Linked DNA regions of Bos taurus: region 2 is linked to region 1. The links are chromatin contacts, called in public Hi-C maps. All regions are on one chromosome and are shown on one strand. Each heading gives the region's core, a stretch centred on a gene start, on an enhancer-like site or on the middle of the called end of the contact. The rest is flanking DNA. Distances are from core to core; before and after follow the strand shown.

Region 1 (5,178 bases), core at 477-2,976:
GCAGTTCCACTGCCTCCTGGGGACAAGCTCAAGGCCACAGACTGACCATGGTGAGGCAGCAGCTAGGGCCTTGGGGGAGCTACCAGGAGGCAGCAACATCTCCCAGGGTGCTCTGGGACTCTCGCCTAGTCCCACCACCTCGCCCTACTGATTAGCGTTCAAGACAGCTCATTTGGTTGTGTAACTTCCAAACTTGGCACAAAGGCACCTGCCAAGGGGGCAAGCTGGGGCGAGCCCCTGCAGTCAAGTTGGGATCAGGGGTGACAAAGGCCATATGGGGTTCCCTTCTCCTCTGAAGCCAGGCCTCAACCCACTGGGCAGCCAAGCAGGTCCTCTCACATCTCGGTCCAGGCAGTGGCCTCCCCAACAGAGCCAGCGGGAGTTTTTTTTCAGCCATTGCCTCCTCTGACACTCCATGCACATCTCAGACAGGAAATGGAGAAAACAGCAGCCGCTCCCAACTGTGCAGCTACAGGGTCGGGAGCCCCATCAGGCCCTTGCAGAGTTGAGGCCCAAAGGGTAGGCTGCCGTCCTCTGCATATAGGTGAGGCCCCAGAAGGGTGTGTGTGCAGTCCTAACCCCACCCCTGGGAGGAGCTGCTGGGTGGGACTGTGGCAGCCACAGTCTTCCCCAAAGGAGCACGGAACCTGTTTTGCAACCTGGGCTGGCAGGAGACAGGATGCAGCCCAGTAGCTGGTCAGTCCCCGCCCACCCTCTTCCACCGCCAAAGAGCTCCTGGCATCTTGAGCAAGGAACAGCATAGCTGTGATACTGAGGGGAGGCGGATTTCTAGAACACAAGTCCTGAAGGCTTCTCCCTGACAAGGCATGACCAACGTGTTCACAGTGTTCCTATGTTTGCTTTGTAACTTGATTTAAAATCAACAATAGCATCGAAACATGTATAATATCCTATATGAAATGAATCGCCAGCCCAGGTTCGATGCATGATACAGGATGCTTGGGGCTGGTGCACTGGGATGACCTAGAGGGATGGTATGGGGCGGGAGGTGAGAGGGGGATTCAGGATGGGGAACACATGTACACCTGTGGCAGACTCATGTTGATGTATGGCAAAACCAATACAATATTGTAAAGTAAAAAAATAAAATAAAAGCAACAACAAACAACCCAGGTCATTCTTTTTATCCTGCTACTGAAGAGAAGGCATCCAGACCAGTATTTCATAATTTAGGTATGTTTTTATTACTTGCATGCAAGTTATAACTTACACCTAGACTGTGCATGTATTTTTGAAGGCTTTTTCTTTCTTCGGAGAGGGTTGGTTTCTTTTTTTTTGTTTTGTTTTGTTTGCCTCTCTGGGAAGTTGGTGAGGGTAAGAGCTACATGGCCCACCTCTTGCCCACGTTAAGATTTAGATCGAGTCACCCAAGTCTAGAAGGATCGGAAGGGGAGGGAGCTCGGGAAGCACCGCCCCCCCAGCCCCGCCCCCGCCATGATACATCTGCAGGTCCTGGCTGACCTCGGCATCAGAACCTAGACGCCCCAGGTCACCGTGAGCAGCCTGGGGAGTTCTCAGGAAACCAGCCGAGGGGCGCAGAGGCGGGCTGGCTGGGGTAGGGGCAGGCTCCGGTGTGAAGCCCTGGCTACACCCAGCGATGGCCCGGGCCGCGGGGAGGCGGCAGTGCTATCGCTCCTCTGCAGGCTTCCGCAGCTCCCTTCCCCTCCCAGAGCGGCTGTGACTCACTCCAGCCCCCCTTGCTGCCTTTCACTTTCACCCAGCACCCAGAAGGGGAGGAACTTCCTCCTCCATTTCCTTCCCCAGCTCCCGGCCCTCCTGTGAGTGAGAGCGGCTCTCCAAGCGGCATCCCCTTTGTCTCGCCTGTGGAAGCTGGGGGAGGGCAAGAATCACCCAGGCGCCCCCTCATCCACCCCCTGCCACACCCCGGGAGGATTTGGGAGGCAGAGAGCACCGAGGCCACAGAAACCACCTTCTAAACAAATCCTTTTCTCTTGCTTTTAAACTCTCACGCCCTGACAGCCAAGCCAACACACAGAGCAAAGAGAGAGAGACCCAAAGTCAGCCCCCAGACCGAAAACAAGCCTGGGCGCCAGGGTGAAGCTGCAGGGTGGGACTGTCCCGGCCACAGGAGTTGGCTCTGCCTCTCCAATCAGAATGAAGCACTACAAGACAGAGGAAGGAAGGGCGTGTGTGTGTGTGTGTGTGTGTGTGTGCGCGCGCGTGCGTGCGCGTGTGTGTCTAAGGAGGGGTATGAGGGGGAGTTAGCAGGTCCATGTACAAGACAGAGGAAGGAAGGACATGCTGTGTGTGCGCGCGCGCATGTGTGTGCGTGTAGGTGTGAGTGTGTGTAAGGGGGGGTACGAGGAGGAGTTGGCAGGTCCACGTGCCTCCAGGGAGCAGGGAGCCTCCCCTCCCCTGACAGAGCAGACACACAACACCCCCCACCCCATCCCAGCCCTACGGCCTGGTGAGCCGCAGCACAGGCTTGGGGCCTGGAGGAAGGGAAAGCCCACGTGGCCCATGGGCCCGGGTGCACGTGCGAGTGTGTGCCTGATAGAGGTGCCCAAGCACGGCCGCTCAGTGCAGAGGGGTTGGAATTGGGGCTGGGGAGGTCAGGGTGGAGTCTGAGAAAGGGCATCCGAGGCAGGGCTGCTTCTGCCCCAGTCCCACGCTGGCTCAGCCGCAGCTGTTTGGTCAGGCCTGGTCTGCCGCCCACCCCTTACCCTGCCCATCAGGGAGGGCCTTGGCTCCTCACACCACAGCAGGTTTCCAAAGCTGCTGGGCCAGGGACTGGTTGAGAAAAAAAATCAAAAGGGCCAATCTGGGGAGGCTGAAGCTTTTGCAGAGGCCTCCCTGTCACCCCCCCCCACACACACACACACACACTGGAACGCTGCTAATAATGCTAAGAGCACAGATACCCAAGCCTGCGACCCTCAAAAGAAGATTATTGTCTGGGGGGATGGGGAAAAGAGTGGAAGCCTGGAGGTAGGAGGGGAAGACACACCAAGACAGGAAGGCAAGGAGAAGTAGCAGTGGCAGCAATAGTCAGTATTTATAATAAGAACGAGAGTGCACCGTGCCAGGCAGATCCTAAGTACTCTGCACATGTTTAATTCCCACAACAGCTTTATAAAGCAGCATGAAGCCAAAGCATGAAGCACTGTTATTTAAACTCTATTTTACAGGTGAGTTAGGCTCTGAAGGGCTAAATAACTTGCCAAAGGTCACATGGTAATGATCCTGCAGAGCCAGGGCTTAAACTCCAAGACCAAACTCTCATTCCTCATTCCTAAGACATACCACTGGGCTTCCCTCATAACAGTTGGTAAATCATCTGCCTGCAATGCAGGAGAGCTGGGTTCAATTCCTGGGTCGGGAAGATCCCCTGGAGAAGGAAGTGGCAACCCACTCCAATATTCTTGCCTGGAGAATTCCATGGACAGAGAGGAGTCTGGCAGGCTACAGCCCGTGGGATGGCAAGAGTCGATCCCAAGAGTCACACGACTTAGTGACTAAACCACCACCACCAAGGCATGCTGCTAAGACACCGGGACCCTCTCTGCATACCACCCTCCCAGAGCACAGCAAGAATTGTCTGGATACGGATCTCCCTCCTCACTGGTGCTGGGAAGCCCCTTAACTGAACAGCTGCTGGGTAAATCTCTCCTATTTTGCCCTAGTACAGCTGAGGCCCTCAGACCTGTAGGCAGAGAAGGAAGAGGGGTGGAGGGGCCCACACCACAGAGGCGCCAGCAGCCGTGGGAGGTCCACTCACAGGGAGGACCTGAGACTGCGCTGGTCACTTCCACCTCAGTCTCAGAGTTGGACCCTCCAGCCCCTGCAAGCCCACCCCTGCCTCAGTTCTGGGGGCTGCTGGTGGGGCTTCCAGCTCTGAGCCCACTCATACCTCACAGCCTGCAGCTCTGCCCAGGCCCAAGCCACATCCTCCCTTTTCCTGTGCCCCAGCCCTCCTCCTCTGTCCCTCCGGTGGAAGTCAGCCTGGCCTTCCTCACAGTGAGGGAGAGGTAGGAAGCCATCCTTTCTGAAGGTTCCCAGCCGATGCAACCCTGAGGTTGCAGGGAACAGGGTATAAGGAGGAACTCCTGCAGGCAGCTCGCCCTTGGGACCAGCTGCAGGGCCTCTGACAAACGGATGCAGAAACACGGCAAAAGGAAACCCACAGACATCATGGGGCCCCAGACACTCACACCCACTCTATCAGTCTGTTTGACCGTCTGCCAAGGCTCTATGCACTCTTGCCTTCCTCCAGGAGCCTCGCTGCTGCAACCTGTCCCTGACCACACCACAGACAGCCCTGGGCAGAAGACACAGCCAGCATCTGAACTCAACAGCCAGGGACGTCTGGGGCTTTCAGGAGGACCTACAGTGAGAAACACTTTCTCTCTACAGAGGAAAGCAGTGTGCACGAAGAAAAGAAAACAGCGCTGAACCTACATGTGTTCTGCAGACACGTGACGGAAGGTGCCCAAAAGTCTCTTGGGTGTTCTGCGCTGGTGGTGACACCATGCCCTCCAAGGACGGCAACTCGAACACACACTGCTCCCCACGTGCCATCAGCGGCCCAGCTGCATGTGGACATTGACTGGGAGAGGCCAGTGAGCCCTCAATGGCCATGGGGCTAGGCCATGGCCACTAAGGGGACAACCCTCAAGCTTGGGGAATTTGGTGCAGTCATCCGAGAGACGAGACTGCTATGAGTCAAGGTTATAGAGGCCAGGAAAGGGGTGCCCAGCCCAGTCCCAGTGGCCTCGGGGCCTCAGCTCTGGCCTGGGGATGATGGAAGGATTCCTCCACCCCAGGATGCTAATGCTCCAAGTTCCTGCTCTTACCTCCACCACCCCTGGCCCCACAAACTCAGCACCAGGAAGAAGGGGAGTCAGAGCTCATGCGTCTCCAGTGTGAGGCAAACAGACCTAAATACGGCACCCAACAAGGACCCAGATCCCTAGGCCAGCCATCTCCATATCTAGCTATCTTAGGACAAAGTCTAAACTCCCTACCCGGCCCACAAGTCCCTGCAGACTTGGGCTTCTGCCATTTGTGTCAACACTTCATGCTGGAGCCATCATTCAGAGCGGCTCCTGCTCCAAAACGCCATTCCCGCTTTGTTCCAGGTCTCTGACCAGGCGTTTCCCCTGCCCAGTACACCTTTCCACCCTTTTCATCTGACCA
Region 2 (4,973 bases), core at 908-3,407, 49 kb after region 1:
TGAGTGTTGCCCTTGCAGAACCTTCTGCCTAGGGCATGGAAAAAGTGGGCTGAGATTTGGCATGTTGGAAGAAAGGCCCAGCATGCAGCCTGTCCATGTTTGTGACTCTGTTTTAAATCCCTCTGCTACAGTTAGCCACCTCTGAGGCCCTCAAAGAAAACCTGTTTGCCTTATTTCCACACTTGAAGGCTTAGCTCCCTTCCTGCCGTACGGTGGCTCAGAAGGTGTGAGGACCCCCTCAACCCTGGTCCGTGTAGCCGGGCTTGCTCAGGAAGGAGGGAGGGGTTCCTCTGGAGAAAAAGAATATGAGTCACTCCTCCACCCCCACCCCAGACACTGGCCACAGACAACAGTCTCAAAGACCCAGCACTTTTCCCTTTGCCCAGAACACAATAAAGGAATTAGGGACCCACCTACTAAGTTTCTACATCTGACACTTGACGGCTCAAAGTCTAGCTCACCAGCACAGTCACACATGTCTGACGTGTCCTCTTTGCAGCCAGGCCCCAAGCCAGTCACCATACAATTTTGCTAAATCAAACTGCTTTCCCGTTTAGGGAGGTCGATAGCCATCTCCCATCTCCTTTTCCTGCTGACGTCATCCCACATTTTCTACAGGCACAAATAAGGGTACAATTCCTGGGACAGTTTTCAGGCTGCCTGAGGTTGGGAGGGGAAGGATCCTGCCCTCCCGGGTCCACTCTACTTCTCTGGCCATTTGGCAAATTATCCGAGGTGAAGGGAGAGGCGAGGAAATAAATCACCTCGCTAAGGTGAAAGGCCGAAAAGAACTCGGCGACTGCAGCTCAGACCTAGATCTGTCCTGGGCATTTGCAATGCAAATGCGCGTTTTGTTCGCTGCCACCGAGGTCTTGCACAATAGCCTGTGTATAAACATCCAGGCCAACAATGCCTGACTGTGCAATCATGCTGTAATTACAGGCCGGCAGGAAGCTGCTGCTAGGAACTGTTCCATTCAACTTCTAGACATCCCATGTCGGAGTCTCCACCGCACGGACGAACATTCCTGCACACACCAACGCGTCCCCGACGCGGCCGCGGCCGCTCCAGTTCCAGACTCCAAGCCCCGGAGCCCGGGCGCCACCCGCCCGGCCCGCCAGTCCCAAGTTACTTTGCAGAGATGTCATAAACTTCTCAGCTGTTCTTTAAAAAAAAAAAAAACCCTACGCCACGAGGCTACCGAAGGCGGCGCGAACCACCATCGAAGTTCCCAAGCACATTCCTGCAAGCCCTAGCAGTTTTGGAAGAACAGAAAAAGAGCGAGATGCCTCAGAGTCCACTGGAAGCGGTTTTGGGAGTTTTATATAGAAAACACTCACATATGTATGTGGGTGTGCTGACAGTTTTTATGGCTAAATTGCAAAGTGTTAGGCCTTAGTGATTACTGTCGGGCTTGGGACGTGGTGTAGGAGGAGAAGGGGGTGGGGGAGTCAGAGGAATTCGTTCAAAGGGGACTTTGGGGCCGTTCTGGGTTTTGCCTTTTGGAAATGCGTAGGGGTGTTTCCCAAACTTCCAAGTGGCTGTGCTCTTCCTCACTGTCGGGCCAAGCAAAGAAAAGTGGGGGGGCGGGCGGGGGGGGGGGAGCTCCTTTAACTTCCTTCCAGCAACCTCAGCGAGGGCTGCAAAGAGTCAGAGCGCGCGTCCCTGGGAAGCCGGGCGGGGGCTGGGGGACGGCTGCGCCCAGCCTGTCGGGATGGCTGCCCCCACCCCCACCCGGGGCGGAGTACTAGACCCGGACGCCGGCCGCGGGAAGCCCCTTCCCTGCGCCCCTGCGCTAGCCAATGGTGCCTGGAGAGGCCCGGCTGCAGCCCCGGGCTGCTCTGAAATCCCGCGGCCAAACAGGGTCGCAGCCTGGGGCCTGGATCCCGGCTGCAGAGCTCGCTCCCTGCAGCGGCCCCCGCACGCCACCCCAGCGCCGCCGGCCCTCCCCGCCCGCGCCGCCGAGCCCGGACCCCGAGCGTTTCGGGGGCCCCCACGGCGACGCCGCGGCTGCGGAGGGGGAGCGCCGAGCCCCGCGACTCACCTGCGCGCTGGATCCCGGGGCCGCTCGGAGGGGCGCGGGGCTCGGGGCGCAGGCGAGCAGGGCTCGCAGACTCAAACTTTGTTGCTCTCGGGACGGCGCAGTCGTCACTTCCTCGCGGAGCGGGTGGCGCGGCCCGGGCGGTGACCCAGCAGCTCGCGCGGTGGCGCGCCGGGCCCTGCAGCCGCCCGCGCCCCCGGCTTTGCGCGCCCTCGGCTGCGGAGGGAAGAGGGCTACGGTCCGCCTGCGTCCCTCCGGGGGAGGCTCTCTCCAGCCTGGTCGTTTCCGCGCGAAGATGTGCTGGATCCGGGAAGATGGTGTTGGGGTTCCGGGGCCCAGAACTGGAGTTCCAAGGAAAACAAAGGATGGGAAAGGAGGAAGAGAAAGTTTTTCTGTTTGGTGTTGAGGCTAGAAAATCATGTTAGAAAACACGGGGCTCTGTGTTCGCTTTTGCTTTGCCTTTGTTTTGTTTGCACCAAATAATGCCTAAGCTGGGCCTTAAAACTCGAGTCTCCTCTTCCCACATCCCCTCAAATGATCGGCACTCTTGTCCTTCGTCATTTCCAGGGATTATAAGGGCGCATGACGTACAGCGTTTATGACTGACTTCAGGGGGCAATCTCAGCACCCAAGTTGGGGCTGCAAAATAGTTTTTGTTCTAATCCTCCCTCGCGATTTCCACCTCCTTCTTTATACTCAACTCACAGACCTCTTCGGGGCCTGACACAAGTCTGTGTTTCGTCATGGACCAAAAGTGACTTGGAGAGTAGGGTGGCGTCCTGACAAAAGGAGCTTCAGGCAGTAGTAACTCCGAAATCTATCATCGCCCAAAGTACATTAGCTCACGCTATTAAAAACTACAACAACCAAAAGCCATCTTTTAAGTTTCCGATAAGTAGCAGCAAAGTAGTTTAAATGGCAGAGGCAGTCTTTCGGGAGGCAGTCTTTCAGGAAGAACTCCTGATCCGGTAAAGCTGGAGAGAAAACCGGTTAGCCTTTGCTGTGGTTTAAAAAAAAAAAAAAGCAGACATTTGAAACGGCAGTGGAGGGCTTTCATAACAGAAACATTAGCTTCATTGTAACTTGTGAAAACAGGGACCTTTTCAAAGGTGGTTCAAAAGCATCAGTTAGGACTCAACAATTTTCCCTTTTCCCCCAAATACTGCTGCTACTAGCACATTGGTCAGATCACAGAACCGCCTGTTCCAAGGCTTCATCTTTTTACGAAGGCACAGGAAACCGCAGAGTTGAGTGAAGGCTTTGTCCAGAAAGGTGGATGTAAAACTGATAGAAAGTGACACCTGAGAAATTATCCTCAGGTCTGCATTAATACCGAGTGGGAAACCACAAAGGCAGGCTCACCCAAAGGTTAGGAGTATGAAGACAGACGGTCTCCTAGCAACATGTAAGGCCCTACATGGTAGCCCTGTATGCACTGCTCTCATTTCTACTGAGACATTATTAATTCAGTTCAGTTCAGTTCAGTCGCTCAGTCGTGTCCGACTCTTCTCAACCCCATGAATCGCAGCACGCCAGGCCTCCCTGTCCATCACCAACTCCCAGAGTTCACTGAGACTCACGTCCATTGAGTCGGTGATGCCATCCAGCCATCTCATCCTCTGTCGCCCCCTTCTCCTCCTGCCCCCAATCCCTCCCAGCATCAGAGTCTTTTCCAATGAGTCAACTCTTCGCATTATTAATGGCATATTTTAAATAACCACATGTATCAGGTGAGAAAAGCAATCTTGCTTTGAGAAATAAGTTCATTACTAGACTCTCAATCATTATAAATTCTCTGAAACTTTCCCAACACGCTATTTGGGGGTGGTGGTGGTGGAGGGATTGTCCATTTCAATTGTGAAATAGAAGTTAATTTCTCAATGTGCTCTGCTTAAAGCAGGTGATGATGATAATCTAGGCATAGAGAGAATATGCTTCTGAAAATCTTGTTATACTCCATCTTCGCTAGAACAAGAGCAGAATATTTCTTTGTTCAGTATTGTGATTCTGAATTCTCAGTCACAGTTTCATGAATATTCAGTATTCCTGCACGCCCAGGAATAATTAGCAGACAGTGTAAATGTCTGAAGGATACTTATGCATGCACGGACATGCATCGCTTTTTCTCTGTATAGGGTGACATATTTGCTGGAGTATCACCAAGTGCAGAAGCTGTTGCAGGCACCCTCGAAAACAGCCCCCTGCTAACAGGGGTCCCCTCCCTCTGGGTATTCATGCCCTATACAATCTCCTCTTCTTGAATGTGGGCTAGACTAATGGACTCAATTCTAACAAATCACGTGTGGCAGAAGTCATGTGATGTCACTGCTGAGACTAGGTTATTAAAAAAACCTAATGTGGCTTCCATCTTCGGTGCTCTGTTTCTTTTCTTGCTCTTTCTTGGATCACTCACTGTAGGGGAAGCTAGTTGCCATGTCGTAAGGCAACCCTGTAGATGAGGCTCAAGGCCGCCCAACAACCACAGGAGTTAGCTTGACAAGGGATACCTCCCTTTGGCCCCCTCCCAATCAAGCCTTCAGGTGAGGCCTTCAACCCCAGCCAGCAGCTGCCTCATGAAAGCCCTTGTGGCAGAGATACCCAGCTAAGCTGCCTGGATTCCTGACCCACAGAGATTGTAAGATAGTTAATATTTGTTGTCTCAAGCTGCTGTGTTTTGGAGTAATTTGTTACACAGGCACAGATGACTAATGCACAGAGAAAAGAGAAGTAAATCATTAGGGGTCCAATAACAAGCTCACACACATTTCCTGGTCCCTCACCTGGAAAGCAGGGCATAGAGAAAGAGGCAGGGTCCTAGACCAGTCCTAAGTGTAACAAGCAAATCCTAAGAACAGAAGACCCAGTCCTTACCCTTTTTTACAGAACAGGGGTCATCCTTAACTTTAAAATAGGTGAGAGAGCATGTGTTGCT

The links. A called contact is a pair of places that touch in the nucleus more often than the background predicts.
Region 2: a contact with region 1 is called in a Hi-C map of liver, with 2.7 times the contacts expected there. The contact joins the promoter of MIDEAS here to the enhancer-like site in region 1. A contact is called at or near these places in 3 of 11 Hi-C or Micro-C datasets (liver and skeletal muscle).

The regions. Positions count from the first base shown.
Region 1 is chr10:85,146,460-85,151,637 of ARS-UCD2.0, forward strand. The region is part of intron 1 of MIDEAS (mitotic deacetylase associated SANT domain protein); the gene reads right to left. Among named protein-coding and RNA genes, the nearest start is that of PNMA1, 26 kb to the left of the region's middle. Within about 2 kb of position 1,727, at least 86 of the 102 cell types and tissues checked have an H3K27ac peak or open chromatin away from gene starts, as enhancers often do. A contact at or near this core is called in liver and skeletal muscle, where this site is marked.
Region 2 is chr10:85,194,561-85,199,533 of ARS-UCD2.0, forward strand. It overlaps MIDEAS (mitotic deacetylase associated SANT domain protein), which reads right to left and starts at 2,158. Exons shown (of 12, transcript XM_059890937.1): 1 at 2,045-2,158.